Linked DNA regions of Sus scrofa: all the other regions are linked to region 1. The links are chromatin contacts, called in public HiChIP or PLAC-seq maps. All regions are on one chromosome and are shown on one strand. Each heading gives the region's core, a stretch centred on a gene start, on an enhancer-like site or on the middle of the called end of the contact. The rest is flanking DNA. Distances are from core to core; before and after follow the strand shown. Region 1 has its middle 23 kb from the start of SRGAP2. Region 2 overlaps RASSF5 (ras association domain-containing protein 5). Region 3 overlaps SRGAP2 (SLIT-ROBO Rho GTPase-activating protein 2).

Region 1 (4,891 bases), core at 710-3,209:
AGGCTAGGGGGTGATGTGGAGCTACAGCTGCTGGCCTACACCACAGTTACAGCAATGCCAGATCCAAGCTGCCTCTGCGACCCACACCAGAGCTCACGGCAACGCCGGATCCATAACCCACCGAGCAAGGCCAGGGATAGAACCTGCGTCCTCATGGATGCGAGTCAGATTCGTTAACCGCTGAGCCATGACGGGAATTCCCCTTGGAGTCATTCTTGATTCCATCCTTCACATCTTCTGCACTTTCTCTCCTACTCCCTTCCAATCCATCAGAGAGCTGGAGCTCTTTCAAATACACCCCACATCTTCCTCTACTCCAGGGCCTACTGCAGCAGTCTGCTATTTGGTCTCTGGTTGCTTTCTGTATCAGTGAGAGTTCAGTTGCAGATAACAGGCTGGCAGCTACACCTCCAATTCAACCCCCAGCCTGGGAACCTCCATAAGGGTGCTGCCATAAAAAGACCCCCCCCCCAAAAAAAGAATAGATCTAACTCCAGAGTTCCCATTGTGGCTCAACGGTAATGAACCTGACTAGCATCCAGGAGGACTCGGGTTTGATTCCTGGCCTCCCTCATTGGGTTAAGGATCTGGTGTTGCTGTGAGCTGTGGTATAGGTCACAGATGCAGCTCTGATTCAACCCTTTGTCTGGGAACTTCTATGTGCTTCGGGTGCGGCCGTAAACAAACAAACAAATCTAAGTACCCATTTATGGGTCTTTGAGTTCAAGAATACTTCTTTTTCCCTCCCCACTTCCTCTTACAGACCGTACATGAAAGACTTGTGAGATGCTGAAAGTTGGGCCTTCTCTCTTTTCTGGTTGCTGTCTATAGGATGAGTGAACACTATGAACCCCACCAGGAAAAGGAGGGAGGGTATAGCATCGCTGTTCCAAGAGAAGTATATTCTCCTTTAAATATCCAATTTGATGCCTGATGATAACACTTTATGAAGAAAAACCAAAGGCAAAATCAATATTTATTTGTCCCCTAGTTACAAGGGGTATATGTTCTTCCAGATCTCAGGGAAAGAAGAGCCGTCATACCCTTCCCCATGTTTCATGGAAGGTTTGGAGAAGAGTAAATGAAAAGCAAATGCTTAGCAGCCTGCCGCAGCTTTTTCTCTCCTGTCTGTCAAAAAATTAATGCTGATCAGGCCTCTGTAAAGGGAAAATACCCATCGCTGTTTATACCGTCGTTAATTTGAGACTGAATTCTTACTGACAGTGAACTTGTGTTTCTCAAATATAAAAATGTGAATGTATTTCCATTTAGCCCTTGTCTAGGACTGTGAATCAAATGTTGGTGGTGAAATGAAATGGACATATTCACCCTTTTGCAGTTCAGTGGTTGCAAGGAGGCCTAAAGCTGCAGAAGCCATGTGCTGGGAGAATGATTGCATTGATTAAATGCCAATTACTCCTGGACTCTTTTCAAAGGCTTCTGCTGTAGAGTTGAAACTGGGCTTTCTGTCTCATATTAGATTGGATCTCTATAATCCTAGGTGATGGCTGGTTTGGGAGCTCCAGCAATTACTTATGTCAGGTACTTTAATCAATAGCGTGCTTACTATTAGAACAAGTCTCCACACCCACTATGAAGCATTACTCAGGCTCTGTTTCCCCAGCCCCCACCCCAGGCACATGAACCTGAACTGCTTCTTTTTTTTTCTTTTCTGCTTTGTAGGGCCACACCTGCAGCATATGGAAGTTCCCAGGCTAGGGGTCAAATTGGAGCTGCAGCTGTTGGCCTGCAACACAGCCACGGCAACAGCAAATCCAAGCTGCACCTGCAACCTACACAACAGCAGCTCACAGCAACGCCAGATCTTTAACCCACCGATTGAGGCCAGGAATCGAACCTGGATCCTCATGGATACTAGTGGGGTTCATAACCTGCTAAGCCATAATGGGAACTCCCATGACCCTAGCTTCTGACCCACAGATGATGAAGTCACGCTGGTGAATCATCCTCAGCGGATGGGGGCAGCCCTCCATCCCCCAGGCAGACCTTTACCCCAAACAAGGGCCTGTCTGGAGAGATGATGGATCCTATCAGCCCAGCCATACCTGTCTCACTGTTCCACTGGGTATCAATCTTCTGGCTGGCAGCCTGCTGGCAATTAATTCTCCTATTAACAGGTGCTTCCAGCAGCAAATACTTAGAAAGGGCCTATGCTTGCATGTGGTCCCAAGGAAATTCTTTCCGACAAAGTTTTGGATCTAAGCATCACCATAGACTGATTTTGCCACCATCTCTGAACTATCCAGCAGACTATGAGAAGAAAGGACGGAAGGCTGAGCTAAAAGGGTGACTGAGTCACCAACTGGCTGAGCGACCTTAGACATCTTATTTCAAAACAGGGGGGTTGAGCAATTGGTCTTCTGAGATCCTTTCCAAGTCTAGCAGCCTATGGATTAATTTCATTTGTGCGGAGAGATTCTTATTCATTTGTCAGAGGCAATGGTATTAGTTTGCTAGGTCTGCTCTAACAAAGCACCACATCTGGGTGGCTTAAACAACATATGCTTATTATCTCACAGTTTGGGAGGCTAGAAGCCCAAAATCAGGATGTTGGGAGGGTTGGTTCTTTCTGAGGGCTGTGAGAGAAAGATCAGCTTGCACAGGGATGTCTAGTCAATATTCTGTGAGAGCCTATATGGGAAAAGAATCTGAAAAAGATTGGATGTGTGTATATGCATAACTGAATCACTCTGCTGTACAGCAGAAATTATCACAACATTGTAAATCAACTCTGCTTCACTGATGTTTTTTAAAATGAAAAAAAGAAAAAAAAGAGGAGGATCAGTTTCAGGCCTCTGTATAGCTGTCTTCCATCTTCACGGGTGTTCTTCCTTTCTCTCTGTCTGTCTCCAAATTCCCCCCCCCCCCTTTTTTGTCTTTTTGCCATTTCTTGGGCCGCTCCCGCGGCATATGGAGGTTCCCAGGCTAGGGGGTCTAATCAGAGCTGTAGCCGCCGGCCTACACCAGAGCCACAGCAACTCGGAATCCGAGCCGCGTCTGCGACCTACACCACAGCTCACGGCAACGCCGGATCCTTAACCCACTGAGCAAGGGCAGGGACCGAACTCGCAACCTCATGGTTCCTAGTCGGATTCGTTAACCACTGTGCCACGACGGGAACTCCCAAATTTCCCCTTTTTATAAGGACACCAGTTGTACTGGATGAGGGCCTACCCTGATGGTCTCTTTTTAATTTGATTACCTCTGTGAAGACCCTTTCTCCAAATCAGTTCACATTCTGAGGTACTGGGGGTTAAATAAATAAATAAATAAATATTTGGGAAGATGCAATCCAACCCATAACGGCAATTAAATATCAATGATTGGTAAGGAATAAAGAATAAGTGTTTGACTGATGCTAAGGCTGATGACCAACGGGGGCACAATCGGCTAGCAAATAAGTATAGACTGTTGAATTTATTTTATACACTGCATTGGCTTAAATCCACAAGGACTACTAACCTTTATCTCCATGTACGGATTCGGGGTAAGAATTGGCTGTGAATCCCTTTGTCCCTGAAATTCTTAGCTTTGCTGTACTTTCTAATGTTTTCCTCTGTTTTTATAATTGAAGATGAGACTTCTTGAAAAGTCCTATGACTATTTAATGAATTATTGCTCAAAGGAGCCTCCTGGAAGTTAACGAAATAGGTAAGCTAGGAGTTCCCGTTGTGGCTCAGTAGTTAATGAATCCGACTAGGAACCATGAGGTTGTGGGTTCAATCCCTGGCCTTGATCAGTGGGTTGAGGATCCGTTGTTGCCATGAACTGTGGTGTAGGTTGCAGACGCGGCTCGGATCCCGCATGGCTGTGGTGTAGACCGGCAGTTACAGCTCCGATTCGACCCCTAGCCTGGGAACCTCCATATGCTGCAGGAGCGGCCCTAGAAAAGGCAAAAAGACACACACACACACACACACACACACACAAAATAGGTAAGCTATTAGTTAATTAATGACCCTATCGAGGTTTGATTGAGTTTGACCATCAGAGGAAATCATTATGAATGGAATATGCTTTTCTGGGCTGATATGTGTCTCCTGATCACATAATGCTATTTCTATATTAGGAAGAGAGAAAAGGGATGCATTTGGTGCTGCTGACTCACACCTACACATTTGGCTTTAATGGAAATAAATGAAAGAGCTCACTCAATAGGAACAAAGGCAGATTGGGGTGGAACAGGGTAATGTCTCTAAAGAAAATGACTGGGAGTTCCCGTTGTGGCTCAGCGGAAATGCACTTGAATAACATCTATGAGGACGCAGGTTGAATCCCTGGCTTCGCTCAGTGCGTTAAGGATCTGGCATTGCGTGAGCTGTGGTTTAAGTTGCAGACGAGGCTTGGATCCTGCATTGCTGTGGCTGTGATGTAGGCTGGCGGCTACAACTCCTTCACCCTCTAGCCTGGGAACCTCCATGTGCCGCGGGTGCAGCCCTAAACACATAAAAGAAAAGAAAAGAGAATGACTGAAATTCAGATTTATCAGCAACATACACCTTCCTCATCACTGGTCTCTTTTCAGAGACTTTCTAGCACTGAAATCCACTAGGTGGAGCAAAGGACCAGGAATTAGCTGCCAGGAGCCCTCACAAGTGAATCGACAGCCATTCCTTTTCCTCTGCAAAACTTAGACAAAGGCCCGGGACATTTGGGTTTCTCAGACAGCTTAAGATCAAATGCTCCTTGCTCATTAAAATGGATAGTAATCCAAAGAAGAAAAAACTTCAGCTTTGCTGAGCTGGACAGGATTACTAAACACACAGAGGCACACCCTTCTTGGACGTGTTCCGCATGGCTTGGCTCTCATTACACATTTCCTTTCTGCTTTCATTGGTGGCAGATGGAATTTGGGGCAGACCTCTTACCC
Region 2 (4,891 bases), core at 872-3,371, 390 kb before region 1:
AACAGAGCTCCTGGATGAAGACAGCCCGGAGTCCACCCAGGAGGATCCCAAAGCCAGAAAGCTCCAGGGCAGGTTCCCTGAAGAGTCAAATCAAGAGCAGAAGAAGGGAGTTCCCATCGTGGCTCAGTGGTTAACAAACCCGACTAGCATCCATGAGGACAAGGGTTCGATCCCTGGCTTCGCTCAGTGGGTTAAGGATCTGGCGTTGCCATGAGCTGTGCTGTAGGTCAAAGATGAGGCTCGAATCCCATGTTGCTCAAATCCCATGTTGCTGTGTCTCAGCATAGGCCGGTGGCTATAGCTCTGATTGGACCCCTAGTCTGAGAACCTCCATGTGCCACGGGTGAAGCCCTAGAAAGACAGAAAGACAAAAAAAAAAAAAAAAAAAAAAAAGGCAGAAGAGGGAATGGAGCACAGACTGCTGGGCACCCAGGCTGGGTCTGGAGGGGCCTTCCTGTCAGGTTCATAGCCTGGACTCCAGAGTCCAGACTGACGGCTTGAAGTAAGAGCTGGGATTCAGGGTTCATCCCAGCATAAAATCTTCCTTTCTCCCTAAACTGCATGGGTGGATGGCTGTTGCACATGCCCTGAGCTGTAACTGGAATCACTTTAGGGGAAGTGCCAGCTGACTCAGGACACAGAGTCTAAACTTGTGAAGAAAGAGAGGTGGGTGGGAAGAGAGGAATCAGGAACACGGCGGCGAGGATTTCTTGGGTCAAGCCCAGGGGGTCTCGCAGAGGGAGTTCAGGTCAGCCATTCAGGTCCTCTTCCCCACCCCACCCTTGGGACATCCTTACAAGTTAGAGAACTTGGAAGTCAGGTCCCAAATCCCTGCCAGTCTCACGAGAAACTGCTACGAAAGGCTCTGTTTCCACGCATAGGGGTGATAGCCTCTCAGTGAAAGAAGAAACGAAGGACGGGCTCAAATCACACTCCCTGAAGGATGAGGTGAAGCATCTGCATCTAGAGGGTTGAAGCGCCCTGGCCACATCCCCTCAATGAAGAGCTGTGCTGGGATGAGAAGCCAAGACTTCCTTACAGTTCTGTGCTGCTTGTACCACCGGTCATGCACTGGTCAGTCACCATGGGCAGTCCACTCAACATCCTCGCTCAGCATGTTGGGGTGAGAGTAATGGGGACAGCTCATGCCCCTGGGTCCCCGAGTCTTTGGTTCTGTCTCTCCTCAGTTATGTGACCAGGGACCAATCCTTTTACCTTCTAGGCTTCCTGAAGAACCTCTCTGGAATCTGAGATAAATGCTGGTCTTGCATTCCCGCTGAAGTCATCAATTACCAAATACTGCTAAACAGGCGGTTCCCAGACTTCAGTACATTTGAGAATCACCTGGGGCAGGGGCGGGGGCGGGGGGGAGTGTTTAAAAACAGATCTGAGGAGTTCCTGTCGTGGCTCAGTGGTTAACGAATCCGACTAGGAACCATGAAGTTGCGGATTCGACCCCTGGCCTTGCTCAGTGGGTTAAGGATCTGGCGTTGCTGAGACCTGTGGTGTAGGTCACAGACACAGCTTGGATCCCACATTGCTGTGGTTCTGGCGTAGGCCAGTGGCTACAGCTCCGATTAGACTCCTAGCCTGGGAACCTCCATATGCCGCAGGAGCGGCCCAAGAAAATGACAAAAAAAAAAAAAAAAAAAAAAAAAAAAAAAAAAAAGCCAAAACAGATCTGAGGGTCCTATCTCTGAAGACTCAGGAGCCAGGAAGTCTAAAGGGGGGCCCTTGCCCCTCCATTGCCACAAAGTGATCCAAAGAGCAAGTCTGATGGCAGTGGCCAGGGGCCACCTTGGAGCACCACTGAAGGCTTCAGATGCCACAGAGGAACCAGAGCAGTGCCGAGTAAGGAAAAGCATCTGTCCTCAAAAAGTTGCCAGTGTAGCTGGGGGAGGCAGAACCTCCCCACCCCCAATCCCAGGAAGAGTGTATCCTTGGTGACAGATGGAGAGAAATGCAGAGTCAAAGAGACAGAGCTTATGGCCCTTCACCAAGAAAGCAGAGCAGAGCTTCCAAAGGTGGCTGGGCCAATAGGGTGGCAGGACAGATGCATGGCAGAGACAGCTAAGTGTTCACCACAACTGGCTTCCTTGTCCACCTGGGCTCACAGCTGTACTTCATTTCCCAACCTCCCTGTGGTTAGCAGTGGCCACGTGACTGAGTTCTGGCCAATGGAGCGGGGGTATAAAACACACCACTTCCGGGCCTGGCCCACAAAATGTCCCGTGTATCATCCTGAGCCCCACCTGCCCATGTAAGTTTACCCAAAGAGGGCCATAAACTTCTATTTTGCCCAAAGGCCGAAAATAACAACACTTACAACAGTGAGTCCATCCTGATTATATAGTATGCAAAAGAGATGCTGTAACAACTCAGTTCAGCCAGCATTTAACCAGAGCCTGCTTTTGCAACCACGCCTTGGCATTGTGTTGCACCCGATGGGGATGTGAGTTCTGATCGGACAGGGTTTATGTCTTCACGGAGAAAAGCAACCCTGGGAAGGGCCAGAGAAGCAGCAGCACAGAAGAGAAGTGGAGACCACAGCCCCAAAGGAAAGCTGTGGCGTGGCTGCACCAGCACAAAGAGTCTTTTGAGGGAGTCTTGGGCTGGGCAGGCTTCTGAGAAAGCATGTTAAAAAAAAGCAGTTATGTGGTCCAATGATTCTAAAGGTTTTATTTTCTTTTTATTGCTCATATTTAGAACTAACTTGCTTTTAGTATTTTCTTTTCGCTCACGCCAAGAAGAGCAGGGGCAGGTGCTGAGCCTGAGGCCTGGGTGTGCCTGCCGCCGGCAGAGAGATGGGGATTTCTCTGAGGGTCCCAGGGCCATCAGGCTTGGATGACATTCCCAGAGTGCTACAGGGCTGTGTCCAGGGAGGGGCCGAGTGGCCAGGCAAGAGATGGGACAAGTACAGGAACAGAAGCGGGAGTGGCTTCGTACTCTGACCTCTGAGACCACTCCCCCCCTTCCTTTTCCCATCATCATTGAATTTTTCAAGAATCAAGGATGTTGCTATAGACCAGGGAAGGCCGGGGTATGGGGAGGGGGTAGGGGGGGATGGGAGAGTGTTACAGCTGTGCTCAAGGTAATATTTAACCACAGATTGAACCAACTGTCTGTCCTCCATATCCACAAAGAAAGCATACATGATGAAGGGCCTAGAGTACAGCAAGCAGTATTCTAGATAGATACTAAGAAGAACCTTCTTCCTTTTTTTTTTTTTTTGTCTTTTTAGGGCTGCACCTGCAGCACATGGAGGTTCCCAGGCTAGGGGTCCAGCTGGAGCTACTGCTGCCGGCCACAGCCACAACCACGCCAGATCCGAGCCACATCTGCAACCTATACCCCAGCTCATGGCAACGCCCACTGAGCGAGGCCAGGGATCGAACCCGCAACCTCATGGTTCCTAGTTGGATTCGTTTCCACTGGGCCACAACGGGAACTCCATAAGAAGAACTTTCAAATGACATAAATTTGCAGGCTTCTGGGACTGACAACAGGGACCTCTGCTAGTGTTAAGAGCAGAGTGAAGGTCCATGGCCCAAGGCGCCTTAGGAAGGGAGGGACGGGGTGGCCCGTAGGAGTGGAGGGATGATAAGGACCAGCAGCCCTTTCCTAACCTGCGCTGATTTGGTCTTTCCATTTGTAGAAGATGCTGAGGGGACAGGGACTGCAGTTGGCCTCAGTCACCCACTGAGTGAAGAAGACCAAGAAGAGGGCTTGACAAGGTGCCCCTGACGACTGTGAGTGCTGCTCCACCCGCCAACCTGGTGACATCCTCCCGCCTCTCGGAGCCTCAGCTTCTCCATCTGTACAGTGAGCTGCTAGAGCTGGCTCCTTCCAGCTCTGACAGTCTGCAGGCAGCAGGCTTTCTGTGTCCCCAGAGCACCCACCCCGACGTCCCAAGTGGCTCCAGAGTCCTGGGGTCCTGGAATCCGTGGGACATGCAGAGACAGCTCACTCAGAGTGCCCATGTCCCAGCCCAGAGGTCAAAACCCCAAACTGCCACCTCCTGTAGGCATTTGGGGAACCAATGGGAGCAGAAGTTGGCGTCACTTCCAGGGTCAGATCCCAGACCGGGAGAGAGGGGCACCTGACAGCAATGGCCAGAGGTCCCAGTCACCAGACCTGCATGTTACCAAAGCCTGCCTTTTGGGGGCCTGAAGGAGGAAAACCTCTGGGCTGGGAGATGAGAGATGTAGGTTTCAACCCTGGGTCCCTCATGAACTTGCTACGTGACCTTGAATGACCCCCACCCCCACTCCAATGTCTTAGGCTGGGTGACTGCGTGTGGGCCCTTCTCTGAGCACAAAGCTGGGTTTCTCCCAGGGGATCTGATGGTGCCCAGCAGCCAAGGGGGAAATCCTCAGAGGGCACCACCTCGCCCCCTTGAACCTGAGACTGACAACCAGATCTCCCTGCTCCTCTCGGGGGAGGCCCGAGGCCCCAGGAAGCTGCTGTTTTCTAAAAGGAGAGCACAAGCTGGGGCCCAAGGCCTCATCCCACTTCCTCTCCTGCTGCCTCTCCATCTTCAGGGGCTCCTCTCTGTGAATGGGGGGTGGGGGACAACTTCCCCACCCTTGCATCTCCCGCCAAAGGGGCTGGAGAGAGGTCTCCAGAACTCCCTGGAGGCCGGGCCAGTGAAGGCTCCTGGATCAGCTGGAGGCTTCCCTGCAGCTCTGCTCCAGCCTGGCACCCGCAGCTGCTGCCCAGGGGCAGATACAGGTTGTTCTGACAAGGCTATTTATAGAAGCCGGCTCAGCCTTTCTTGAATGGGGGCCTCAGTCTCTCAGCGACCGGGAAACACTTAAACGCCTTTCCTTGGAGACAGGAAGGAGAAATTCTCCCAGGAGCTCAGATGGGATCTCTCTTTGGGTAGGAAAAA
Region 3 (4,891 bases), core at 1,381-3,880, 290 kb before region 1:
GGAGAGACGTCTGAGTGAACTGCTTGGAGTGGCCCCGGGAGTCGGATTTTTAGAGATGGGGTTGGATCTCTAATATTTCATGGAAAACAGAGACTCGTCAGTGTGGTGCATATATGGACGGAAGACCCCGTAACCAGGGGGCTGGTCTCCACTGCCTCTGGAGGCTGGGGCTGGAAACCCTTCTGGTACCCAAACCCACAGGGTGCTTTAGGGTCTTCGAGACCAGGAGCAGACTATGGATTGATCTATGACTAGGGACCAGGGAATTGGGCTTCGGGATGATGGGCATGGCACAGTGACACGAAAATGTGGCCAGAACTACCTCTGAGCTGCACCTCTTTGGGCAGCGTAGCTGACACCTACTAGGGTTTTAAGATGCAAAACTTGGGCTGAACCAATTCTACCGAAAATCCTCAATCTGTTAACTACGGGCTTTCAAACTTACAATAGCTTTGCAAATAGCCCATAGGTGAGCAAGAAGCCTGCACTGTTTTATTCTGTCCTGGAGTTCTTCTTGGGGAGACTCCAGGTCCAGATGTCCAGTGGTCCCTGAACTCAGTGTATACTGTACATATAGCACCGTTCTATTTCAAGTCCGCTTATAATCCGTGTCAAGCATAGACCCACGGTAGCTGTTTGTCCAAGAGCCCCCAGTTACCTGCGCAATGACCTCCGGGTCCATGGGCCGGTGGTTATTGAAGCTTTTTGACCTTCCTGCTGTCACTGTCTTCCGGATCTGTGGATTGTCCAGCCGATTCTTCAGGGATGAGTGGCGGCTGATGGAGTTAAGGCTCCCATGCCCACTGATGGAACACTTATCGGGCCCTTCCTTTGGGAGGCTCTGGCTCAGGACAGGCTGGGAAGATGGGCGGCAGCTAGCCCCCACCCCCGGGGAGGCGGGATCAGTCAGGGGACTGCTCAGCCCATGGCTGTCACTCCGAAAGGTTTTCCGGATGCTCCCAGATTCGGGCCGCTTCCTTTGCCTTTAATGACAAACAGAGAGGGGCAGGGTGATGGGGGAGCCCTGGCTCTGAGGCAGCTCAGATGACGGGGTGGGGTGGGGTGGGGGTGGAGGGGACAGATGTTGGCCCCCAGGGACGCCTGGAAGGAGAGGACACAGAGCACGTTCTCATTCTCTCCTGTTTCACCTTCCCGTGCTTCCTCCACGTCTCTGTTCCCCTCCCACCCCGACCTGGGCAAAGGAGCCATGGATACTTACTTGGTGGTCGTGGGCTTTGAGTCCTCAACATGTAAGGTGCTGTCAGGAAAAATGTCTGATTAAGCTCAAGTTTCTAATGGGAGACAGACTGGTGAAAAGGCACCTTCCATTACCTGCTCGGGACAGAAACCAGGCCCCAGGAGGAGAAAAAGTCTCCCCATCACCAAGGAGGTGCGGAATTGCTGGTAAGAGGAGAGTTGACGGTTCCAAATTTTAGCATGCTTCTAAGTCCACTGACAAGACTAATTCGTTTGGGCTTTGGCAAGAGGCAGTTGTCGCTTATTCTGCAGACATGGAACAGAATATCTTTCAAGAGGCTGCAGGGCTGCAGCATCTGGGCCAGGTTTGTGCATTTTGGGGAAATACATCTATGTGACCCTAAGTCACCCAGCACTGGGCCGAACCCGGACTCTGAGTCAGTGTGTTTCAGACCACGAAGGCTCTCAGACGAAATGGTTGGGCAGAATCCTATTCCTATGGGCGTTGTCTGCTGCCGAATCATTTCATTATCTCTTGACATCAGATCCTAAAGGGCCTAATTTAAGAGGCAGCGAAACTTTGGGTTTGGGATGGCCGCTGGACAGCTCTGATCTTGAATCTGCTAAGGGCCCCTGAGGCCGAGGTGGGGGTTCAGAAGGAAAGGAGTAAGACCTGAAGATAGGATACCAGCCTTGTGGCAGGGCCAATGTCCTTCGAAGTCCTGTTCCCTGGGGAGGGCTTTCTTAGCATATACCCCTGGGGCCAGGTCTGGGATGGCACAAAGTAGCCACGCCCTGAAGCTGCCTGCTCGGCTGCTTTAGCCTTGGCCGTCACCCACTCTCCAGTGGATAAAGGATGCTCTCAGAGTCTTATACAGCCCAGCTGAAACGACTTTTCTTCCTCTACAAAGTCTTCCTGGCACCCATCCTCCTAGGCAGGCAGCCTTGTTCACCCCCATTCCTTCAGTGTCTCTAGAGACCCCTTTTTAGTCACCTGTCTTTTTTTTGTCTTTTCTAGGGCCGCCCCCGCAGCATATGGAGGTTCCCAGGCTAGGGGTTTGAATCAGAGCTGTAGCCACCGGCCTACGCCACAGCCACAGCAACGCCAGATCCGAGTCGTGTCTGCGATCTACACCACAGCTCATGACAATGCAGATCCTTAACCCACTGAGCAAGGCCAGAGATCGAACACGCCACCTTATGGTTCCTAGTCGGATTCGTTAACCACTGAGCCACAACGGGAACTCTGAATCACCTGTCTATCTGGTATTCACCTTGCCTGACTGTGAGCGCCGAGGCCAGGGATCATCCTATTTGTCTCTGAATAATAATACTCGGCACAACAGTAGGTGCTCAATACATGTGTGGAACTGAGTCGAAAGGCCACACCCTAATAACTCTTTGCTGATTTCCTTTTTCCACTTGAGGAAGGCTGACTCACGAGGCCCGAACTGCTGAGAAGGCAGGCTCATGGAATGGCTGGTGTGCGCCCAGCCCCGGGGACGTGTAGGGAGGAAGACAGAATTCCAGGGTTCAGGGAGCTCAGCCTGGTGCGGGATCCGAGTGCGGCCTGAGTCCCGAGACTGTCTCGGGCACCTAACCCAGCGTGGAGGAACGTGGGGGGTGTCAGAAAGGTTTCCCCAAAGAAGTAAATCTTCGGATGGAGTCTTAAAGGAAGAGGAGCTAACCAGGTGAGGAGACAGATGTGAAGATCCAGGAGGGAGAGGACCCAGGGCGTTCAGGAAAGAGAGGGAGTTTGGGAGCTGCGGCTGGAAGGCAGTCTTAACGGCAGGACATGCCTGGGGGCTGTCGCTCACCCACCGACCAGCTGGTGTCCGGGGCAGACCATGTCCTCCAAGACCCCACCAAGCAGGGAGTTTATGGGGTCTGCCTTGACTTGCTACCACCTGTTCATCTTCTGACTCTTCCAGCCATGACTCGCTATGATTCTTTTGCACAAATGGCAACAAACCTATGATGGCTCACGCTCCCTCCACTGACCTCGCCTTTGGTTTCTGGGTTAATTACAGGCTTACGACCTGATGATTACAGGCTTATAATTAACATAGACTTGCAAATAAGGAAGAAGATGTGATGAGCCTGCAGTTAACTTTTTATGAGCTTGCCCTCCCAACGGGGCACTGTGCTGGGGGGGAAGAAAGAAAACCCTCAATCTTTTTTTTTTTTTACCGGTCTGCCTTAAATTACAACTACGCTGCGCCAGCTGAATCAGCTACTCTACAGACTAGAGGGTGAGAGAGAAGGAAAAGAGCCACGTGCCCCAACCACTCCCCCAGCTACCGTCTGGTTGGAAAAAAGCCAAGAGATCTGGGCGACCTGGTGCAGTTTAAAAACAACAAGCATCCTTTATTCTCCTTCCAGTTTCAGTGTCCAGAGGCTACGGTTAACAGGTTTTCAATGTGCAAATCATTTCATTCCTCCAGAGCCAGAGGGGAATTAAAAACTGTACATCATCTCCAATCCATATGCATCGGGAGCACCCTGGGGCTTGTCATCCTGCTGGCACTGGGCCAAGTTTCAGGGTCTGGCGGAAAGAGGTCTGTAGGCTTTGGGACTTGGTGTCTGGCCCCTTGAGATGAGATTAGCTCTCCAGTAACCTGAATGTCTCTAGGGGAGGCAGCAGCACAGGCGTGGAATCCCTCTAGACGGCCAGATCGGGTGTGGGTGGAGTGAAAACCCCAGGATGTTGCTAACAGCCACAGTGAAAGCTGGGGGTGGGGGCAGAGTTACCAGCCTGCTGGACAGAAGTGGGAATCTGCAAAGGGACTCATAGGGAAGAATAATACACAGGGCTCAAGCAATGGGGAAAAAAATGGCACATTATTTCTACTGGTGTGAAAGGGCAGGAAAAATGAGAGCTGGGGGTTAGGCAATGAATAAAGAGCTCAGGACAATGCTTTCATTGGGGTGAGGGGGGTGGGGAGCACTGGTCTCTTTTCCTCCAGGGGAGCGAATGCAGGGCGAGGGAGAAACAGACACGTGAGATCTAAATAAACCATCGGGGGTAACATGAACCTGGTAGAAGACACACGAGACTTTGGATCTTCGGACAGACAAGGGCCAAGGAAGACATCACAGAAATCGTTTGAGTCAGAATTGGAAAAGAGAAGGCACCTCTCGAGAAACAATACAAAACCAAGTTGCATGAAGTGACGAAAGCTTTGGCCAAAGTCTTAGCGGTCAGACGGCCTGGAAGGTCTGAGCGGACAGACGGGCACAGCTGTCCTTAGCGCTATGGCCGCCTGCCGGAGACCTGGGCCTGCTGACGAGGCCTGTGGATGTTCTCCTTGGCCCTGTCCGCCCTGCAGCAGCCAGGAGCACATGCAAGCTGGTCAGGCCGGGGAGCAAGGGGGGCCCTACGCCCAGCAGAGGAATGGAGGGGGCGGTTAGGCCAGAGGGTGAGGCTGGGTGTCGCAAGTCATTCAGGGGAGCAGAAAATGAAAAGCAGAGCTTACTTGTTGATGTTTGCAAGATAAATATCGGCTACATGACCCCCACTGGGACAGCTGGCCCCCGCTCTGGCTGTCACCTTTTCTTCAGGTGGCTCAGAAATGACCTCAATGTCAGACTTGGGGCTGGACCTCTCCACGACACCGTCCTCGCTGGGGCAGAAGGGGCAGGCAGGCGGGGAGGAGGGGAAAACAACAACAACACAAAAAGCAGTGTTAAATCG

Evidence for each region. HiChIP or PLAC-seq counts read pairs in DNA pulled down with a chosen protein or histone mark.
Region 2: a contact with region 1 is called in an H3K27ac HiChIP or PLAC-seq map of alveolar macrophages. The contact joins two enhancer-like sites. A contact is called at or near these places in 1 of 47 Hi-C or Micro-C datasets (epiblast stem cells) and 1 of 2 datasets of contacts at active chromatin or transcription factors (alveolar macrophages).
Region 3: a contact with region 1 is called in an H3K27ac HiChIP or PLAC-seq map of alveolar macrophages. The contact joins two enhancer-like sites. A contact is called at or near these places in 9 of 47 Hi-C or Micro-C datasets (embryonic fibroblasts, fetal heart ventricle, fetal liver and 5 more) and 2 of 2 datasets of contacts at active chromatin or transcription factors (alveolar macrophages and skeletal muscle).

What each region holds. Positions count from the first base shown.
Region 1 is chr9:66,812,804-66,817,694 of Sscrofa11.1, reverse strand. No RefSeq gene overlaps it. Among named protein-coding and RNA genes, the nearest start is that of SRGAP2, 23 kb to the left of the region's middle. Within about 2 kb of position 1,959, at least 3 of the 83 cell types and tissues checked have an H3K27ac peak or open chromatin away from gene starts, as enhancers often do. A contact at or near this core is called in alveolar macrophages, where this site is marked.
Region 2 is chr9:67,204,286-67,209,176 of Sscrofa11.1, reverse strand. The region is part of intron 2 of RASSF5 (ras association domain-containing protein 5); the gene reads right to left. Among named protein-coding and RNA genes, the nearest start is that of RASSF5, 50 kb to the right of the region's middle. Within about 2 kb of position 2,121, at least 9 of the 83 cell types and tissues checked have an H3K27ac peak or open chromatin away from gene starts, as enhancers often do. A contact at or near this core is called in alveolar macrophages, where this site is marked.
Region 3 is chr9:67,107,385-67,112,275 of Sscrofa11.1, reverse strand. SRGAP2 (SLIT-ROBO Rho GTPase-activating protein 2) reads right to left here. Exons shown (of 23, transcript XR_002335789.1): 21 at 4,674-4,891; 22 at 659-983. Among named protein-coding and RNA genes, the nearest start is that of IKBKE, 13 kb to the left of the region's middle. Within about 2 kb of position 2,630, at least 7 of the 83 cell types and tissues checked have an H3K27ac peak or open chromatin away from gene starts, as enhancers often do. A contact at or near this core is called in alveolar macrophages, where this site is marked.